Linked DNA regions of Pan troglodytes: region 2 is linked to region 1. The links are chromatin contacts, called in public HiChIP or PLAC-seq maps. All regions are on one chromosome and are shown on one strand. Each heading gives the region's core, a stretch centred on a gene start, on an enhancer-like site or on the middle of the called end of the contact. The rest is flanking DNA. Distances are from core to core; before and after follow the strand shown.

Evidence for each region. HiChIP or PLAC-seq counts read pairs in DNA pulled down with a chosen protein or histone mark.
Region 2: an H3K4me3 HiChIP or PLAC-seq map of stem cell-derived excitatory neurons shows a contact between it and region 1, with 4 times the contacts expected there. The contact joins the promoter of DDX59 here to the promoter of CAMSAP2 in region 1. A contact is called at or near these places in 1 of 7 Hi-C or Micro-C datasets (stem cell-derived neural progenitor cells) and 1 of 1 datasets of contacts at active chromatin or transcription factors (stem cell-derived excitatory neurons).

Annotation. Positions count from the first base shown.
Region 1 is chr1:48,352,797-48,355,954 of NHGRI_mPanTro3-v2.0_pri, forward strand. It overlaps CAMSAP2 (calmodulin regulated spectrin associated protein family member 2), which reads right to left and starts at 1,552. Exons shown (of 17, transcript XM_514085.6): 1 at 929-1,552. The coding sequence starts at 1,067.
Region 2 is chr1:48,422,020-48,425,327 of NHGRI_mPanTro3-v2.0_pri, forward strand. It overlaps DDX59 (DEAD-box helicase 59), which reads left to right and starts at 1,571. Exons shown (of 8, transcript XM_016935278.4): 1 at 1,571-1,709. LOC134808431 (a long non-coding RNA gene) reads right to left here and starts at 1,712. Exons shown (of 3, transcript XR_010151307.1): 1 at 1,596-1,712.

The DNA of each region.
Region 1 (3,158 bases), core at 302-2,801:
AAAAGTTACCAAATTACAGAAGCATCTTCCAATGAAAAGCAGCTCTCTAATTTTTTTAACATTTCACAACATGGGCTCCTAAAGCAACACTAAAGAATCATAACGGGAGGCCCTTTTCCTGTTATTTTGCAAAGACTGGGTTATGGAGGGAGTGTTTAACTGCTACTGTACTATACAATTTCTGTGTCAACAGCACACGCCTTCAAAAAACTCATCTATTAAAAAATTTCCCAAAGTAGGGAGTTTTTGTTTCTTTTAATTTATGAAGCCAAAATACATTTGGAAAAAAGAATATGCCTCACTGATAATATGAAATGAAAACTGCACCCTACAGTCAGCAAACTGAACACTGGTTTTAAATAACTGATTTAATAAGAACTTAACATGTGTGCAGAAGGCTGATACAGCCTTAAAGAATGACAACAAAAATTAATACCGCACTCGACACAGGCCACCTTACATCCAACGGAGCCTGAATAGCAGCCATCATTACAAATGTCAAAATCAATATAGTACTATGCACCATCCACCTTCTTGCAATAATAAAGAAACCAACTCAGATTTCTTGGTGGTGTAATCACAATTATGACTGAGGCAGAAATGTACGCAACACAATGAAGAAAATACCACAAATCAAAACCACTCTATGTAAAAACATAAAATTGCTCACTGGGGGGTGGGGGGGACATTTTGCCATCCAATAAAAGGAATCTGGCCAAATCCCACCTGACCATTCACGTGCCCTTCATTGAAGACCAAACCTGCTTTCCTTATTTCTCCTTTCTTTCTCTTCCTAGCCTCCCATCATCTCCCTTAACCTGTACGAGAAGACAGGCACGGGGAGGGAGGGATTCGAGAATCGGGAACAAAAACCGAGATGTGGACCACATCAGGAGGAAGAGGGGAGGGAAAGGGTGACACCACTAACCTGTCCCAAAGGCTTTGGCCACCAGCCAGGCCAGATTGCAGGCGATTTTGGCCCTGGAGAAATCATAGTGGTCAAAAGGCTTGATGGCTGGAACAATGAACGTCTTTCTCATCTCCCTGGGGTCTGCAGCATCCCCCATCTTTCACCGCGGCTCCTCGGGATGTCCCGGCCCTAACCTTCACATGGCGTGGCCTCGCCACCACGGGGGTCGGGAGGGAGGGAGAAGCAAGCTCAAACCATCGGGAACCGGGCGATGTCCGCCCGGGCGCCGACGGAGGAGAAGCTCAGCTGTCCGCGCCGCGCGCCTGCCGCCTCCCGCGGGAGCCGCCGCCGCCGCCGCTCCCGGGCATAGGAATGTGGCGGCGCCGTCTCCGTCCGTCCGTCCGCGCGAGGTCCGCCCCGTGCCCGCGCCCCTCCGAGCCACCCGCCCCGCGAGCCCGCGTGTGAGCGAGGCCGCCTCCCCTTTGTCTCGGTTTAGTCACACGGGCTTGGGGGAGGGTGGAGGCTGGAAGGGCCCGGAATTTTAAGGGAGGGGGGGTGGAGGGAGCCTTCAACAATCACGTTGTGGAAAATGTCCCCGCCATCGCGAGGCCCGCACGCCCTCGCCTCCCTCTCCCCTTCCCTCGGAGCGGGGAGACCCCTCAGGCCCCGGGTGGGCGGAGGGACGAGCAGGACGAGGGGGAAGCGCGGGGCGAGCTGGCCCACCCAGCGCAGCCCGGCCCCTGCCCGCCGGAGACGCAGCAGCGGAAAACGTCAAAATCACTGCGGCTCACAGGCCGCCGCCGGCCCGTCCCCTCCTCTGTGCTCCCTCCCGTCGCCGTCTCCTCCTTCCCCTGCCGCCGTCGCCGCTGCCGTCTCCCGGGTCTTCCTCCCTTGCTGACGGCGAAGGTGGTGGCCTGGGAGAGGCCGCGAATCCCAAGCTCTCAGTTCCTGTCTTATCAGTAATGTCCTTGTAATTTTTTCCTGCCCCCCTTTCTGCAGCTCGCTGGATCGTTCCCCCTCAGCCGCCGCCGCCGCCGCCGCCGCCGCCGCCGCTGCGGTTTTCCGGCTGCGGCACTGGATGAAGGAGCAGATGCGGGGACTGAGCATGCGCCCTCGCGCGGCTCCGACCCCCCACCCCCCCAACCCCCGCCCCCGCCCCCGCCCCCGCCCCGCTTCCCTCCCGTCTCCGGCCCACTGAGCATGCCCAGCCTCGCTCCCCGCCCGCGCCCGGGATTCGGGGCGGCTGCCTTTTAATCATCGCTCTGGAGTACTCGCTTCAGTGGACATCCTCCACGTCCCTGGCTTTTGGCTGCTGCTGCCTGCACTGCTGAGAGAGGAAAAGGAAGGAAGGGAGGAGGGAGAGGCCTGGCAATAGCTTTCATATTCTACTTACACAGTGCTTCATCGAAAAGAGTTGATATTTACTTAAAATGTTCATTATGTGACACACACTTTGCAGCGAACTTGACCTGCACTATCTCATTTAGCCCTCGCAATAATCCTGAGAGGTAGATGTCATTGCTGATTGTCCACGAAAGAGAGGTGGAGTTGATTAGGTCATACATGGAACTTAACCAGGATTGAGGATCTGTGGGGGCTCCAAACCTGTGTTAATTTCATGATATCGAGATATTTTCTTAACTCAGTGCTCTCCACTTAAATTTTATCTCTGAGAGGGCACAGGTCCAACAATGCCTCCCCATTCTCTCAGAAAAGAGCATAAATTCTTTCACAAAACAAGCTAATGCCCTTTGTGATCTGGCATCTACCGGCCTTTATAGCTTCATTTTGTCAGAACTGCTCTCTATTTTCTTCAATGAGCATGCCTTCTCAGATCTCTACCTCCTTGCTCAGGGTGGTTCCTCTGTCCACCCAGCTTACTCCTACTGCACCTTCAAACTCCACAGTAGTCACTTCCTCCATGAAGCCTTCCCTGACAGCTGCTGACAACTTTCCAGTCAGGGCTGTCACACAGGTGCCTCCCCTGTTGTTCCTGGAGCACCCTGTTCTTATTTCTGTCGTAGCATCTGTCACATCGTGTGGCAATAATCAGTTACTTGTCGGTTTTTCCCATTGATGACATGATGACAGGGTATATCTCCAGCAGCTATACGGTGCCCAGCCCCATAGTATAATTGCTCAATTAATGGACTACATGTGAATATTATCACATACTGAGCTTACTTAAATCACTAGCTCCTCACGTCTCATTTTAATACATTATCTAATTTTATTTTTAAGTGATTGT
Region 2 (3,308 bases), core at 321-2,820, 69 kb after region 1:
GTACTGGTGGCAGTATAGATTGGTACAACCACTTTGAAAACATTTCTGCTTTATCTTTGAAAGCTGAACAGCCCCCATAGCCTCTGCTGCCGCAGTGCTAATCCTAGGTTCAAATTAGAGTCCAGCGCATGCACAGAAGGTGAACAAGAATGCTCCTACTAGCCTTATTAGTAATTACTAGGGGCAGATTCAGGTTTTATGGGGTATGAGCTTATATAATTGGAAAAGAGGAGGCTTTTAAAGAAAAAGATTCAGAATGATGAATACAAATTAGGTTCAAAAGTGACTAATTTTTATAATGGCAAAAGAAATTACAACAATTAGAAATGTCACAAAACCCAGGAAAAGAGTTCTGTTATAGGTATGTGACCTACGAACTTGGGAAGTCTGATACATTTAGTCTGTGTGGTTCCCATCAATAAAGAAAACACTTAAAGTGCATTTATAATCCTATCCGCTACAGTATTGAATACATTCCTGACAGGAGAAAACTTGCTTTTGACTAGGCAGTAAGAAATAAATGTTCTGTTACTACACGTAACAACTTGGATGAACCAAAAAAACAAATGTTGAGTGATAAAAAGCGAATTCCAGGCTATATGTATTTTTATAAAGCTCAAAAAGAAGAAAAATACACCAATACACAGGAATGCATCCAAATATGATAAAACCACTAAAAATGGCAAAGAGGGACAAAACTGAAGATAGTGGTGGTGAGCTAAGAGGCCAGGAGTAGAATCCTGGAGATGCATGGATACATGCTAAATACTGATAACGTGGTGGAGTGATAGTTTCATTAGCATACTTTAAATTTTACATATTTGGTAAATATGCTCTTTTGAATGCATCGAATATTACACTGAAAATATTTTTAAATACTTAAGGCACCTGAATATAAGCTGGCTTCCCTCCTTTCTCTCCCGTGCTGTCTCCTCTCCCCCATCACTTCTCAACTACAAGCTGCTTCGGACACGTGGCTCCAGAGGTAGGGAAATGTCAGCCCACAAGGAACAAGAACCGTGACTTGTGTTATTTTCTTGTTGGTGTTGGGGTGGGGGGAGGGGTGCGGTGGTGCAGGAAATATTATCCAGCTTATCAAATATGCCACATCAAGCTGACTCCGTTTAAATTTTGAGTGGTTCTACTAGCTAAAGCCAGAAAAGGGTTTTTGGGCCCAACGGGCAGAAGTGCCCCTCCCTTTTACACTCACACTTCCCACTTTCTAAGGGTGCCAGGCCCCCGCGCCGCCCTCCTGCTTCTTTCCGGACGGTCCAACTCTTTTCCACCAGTCCCAGCCCATTCGATTACGTAAATTCTTCCAAGAGGATTCCCAAACATGCCCCTCCGTCCAGAACTCGCCCAGTCCGGACCAGTTCCGAGATTTACCACCAGCCCAGAGCTGGGCGGGGGCGTGGAAAACGCGAGGAGCCTTCCCGCCCCTCTCCTTCTCCCTCCCTCCCTCCCAAGCCACTGCCGGCTCCCAGCCGAGCTCCGCCCCCGCGGTGGCCCCGCCTCCCCGCCGCCCGGAAAGCGGGCTGCGAACCCCTCCCAAAACCCGGAGAAGTGGATTCTACGCTCCGCTCCGCACCACCAACCCCGGGCCGCAGTCCTGACGAGCGGGTCAGGGCTTGTCGGGCGGAAGCCTGGCCTGGAGCCTGGAAGGGGGAGACAGCCCGAGCGGGAGCGGACGCGGCCTCAGTCCTGCGCGGGTAAGCGTGCCCCGGAAGCTCGGGCCCCTGGCCGCCCTGGTGCCCCTCCTCCGGGACCTGGGGCGCTAGGCCGCGGCGGCAGAACTGGTGTCCCTGCGCGGCCTTCCTCCCATCCTTACAGTTCCCCGTGTCCCAGGCCTCTACCCGGAACCGGAGCCCCGCCCGTCTCCTAGCAGCTCCGTGACGTGAAGCGCCTCGGGGTGCGGTGCCGCCGGGCGTGGGTGGGAGGCAACGCCCGAGGGGAGGGCCCGCCAGTGCACGGGGGTGCGGGGCGCGTTGGCGAGAATTGGAGGCCGCGCCGCCGCCAGCCGTCCGCCGTCCCGCCCAGCAGGAGCACGTTCCCTTTCGCCATTGGAAGACTTTGAGTTCCAAGCTTTTTCCTGCTCACATAGAGCCATCCCTGCCCCGCCCGCCACCCCCTGTACATTTTCGGAGATTTAGGATAGTAATTCTAGACCCTCGGTTGCATTTCTGTTGGAATTTTTCTGGAAGTTGGAATCTGGCAGTTTAAACAAAGAATTTTTTTAAGAAAAATATTAGTATATTTGATAGTCCCCAGATTAGGTTAAAAGCCTTATTCCCAATAACTGTAATTTTGCAAAGACATGTTTTTGGTGTAAAAAGGTATAGATATGGGTTGATGAAAAGAATCAAACTCTGAAAAATATTTGAAGAGATTTATTTTGAGCCAGATTCAAGTGACCATGGCCAGTGACAGTCCTCAGGAGGTCCTGAGAACATGTGCCCAAGGAAATTGGGGTACAGCTTGGTTTTATCTATTTTAGGAAGGCGTGAGACATCAAATACATTTAAGAAATACATTGGTTTAGTTTAGAAAGGCGGGACAACTCAATCGGTAAATGTAAACGTTATCTGGTTGAGGTTATCTAAAGACCTGGGATCCATAAAAAGGAATGTTCAGGCTAGAGATAAAGGATTGTGGAGACCAAGTTTTATTGTGCAGAGGAAGCTCTTAGATAGACTTTAGAGAGAGCAGGTTGTAAATTGTTTTATATTGGACTTAAAAGGGTGCTTGGCTCTTAGTTGATTGTCTCCTGGATCTGGGAAGGAAGGAAGGAAAACAAAGGGAGATGGGAATTCTCACCAAATGCAGATTTTTCCTGCAAGAGACTTTGCAGTGGGGTTTTAAGGTACGACAAGGAAATATATTTTGGGGTAAAACATTTTTATTTTCTTCCTTGTTAGGCCAGAGTCAGATTGGAAAGTAAGTCACGATATACAGGGTTAAATAAAACCCATCTGATGAGAATTTATGGTTTGTAGGGCATGACTCTCCAGACCCCTTAGAAAGGAATTTGGGTAAGATAAAAAATTAGAGCTTAGTCCTCATATGGTTGAGAGCTTGTGCTCTGGATCCACAGTGCCAGGGTTGTAACACTTAAGAATTGTGTAAGCTTGGACAGACCACTTAATTTCTTTTTTTTTTTTTTTTTTTTTGAGACGGAGTCTTGCTCTGTTGCCCAGGCTGGAGTGCAGTGGCGCGATCTCGGCTCACTGCAAGCTCCGCTTCCCGGGTTCACGCCATTCTTCTGCCTCAGCCTCCCGAGTAGCTGGGACTACAGGCGCCTGCCGCCAACG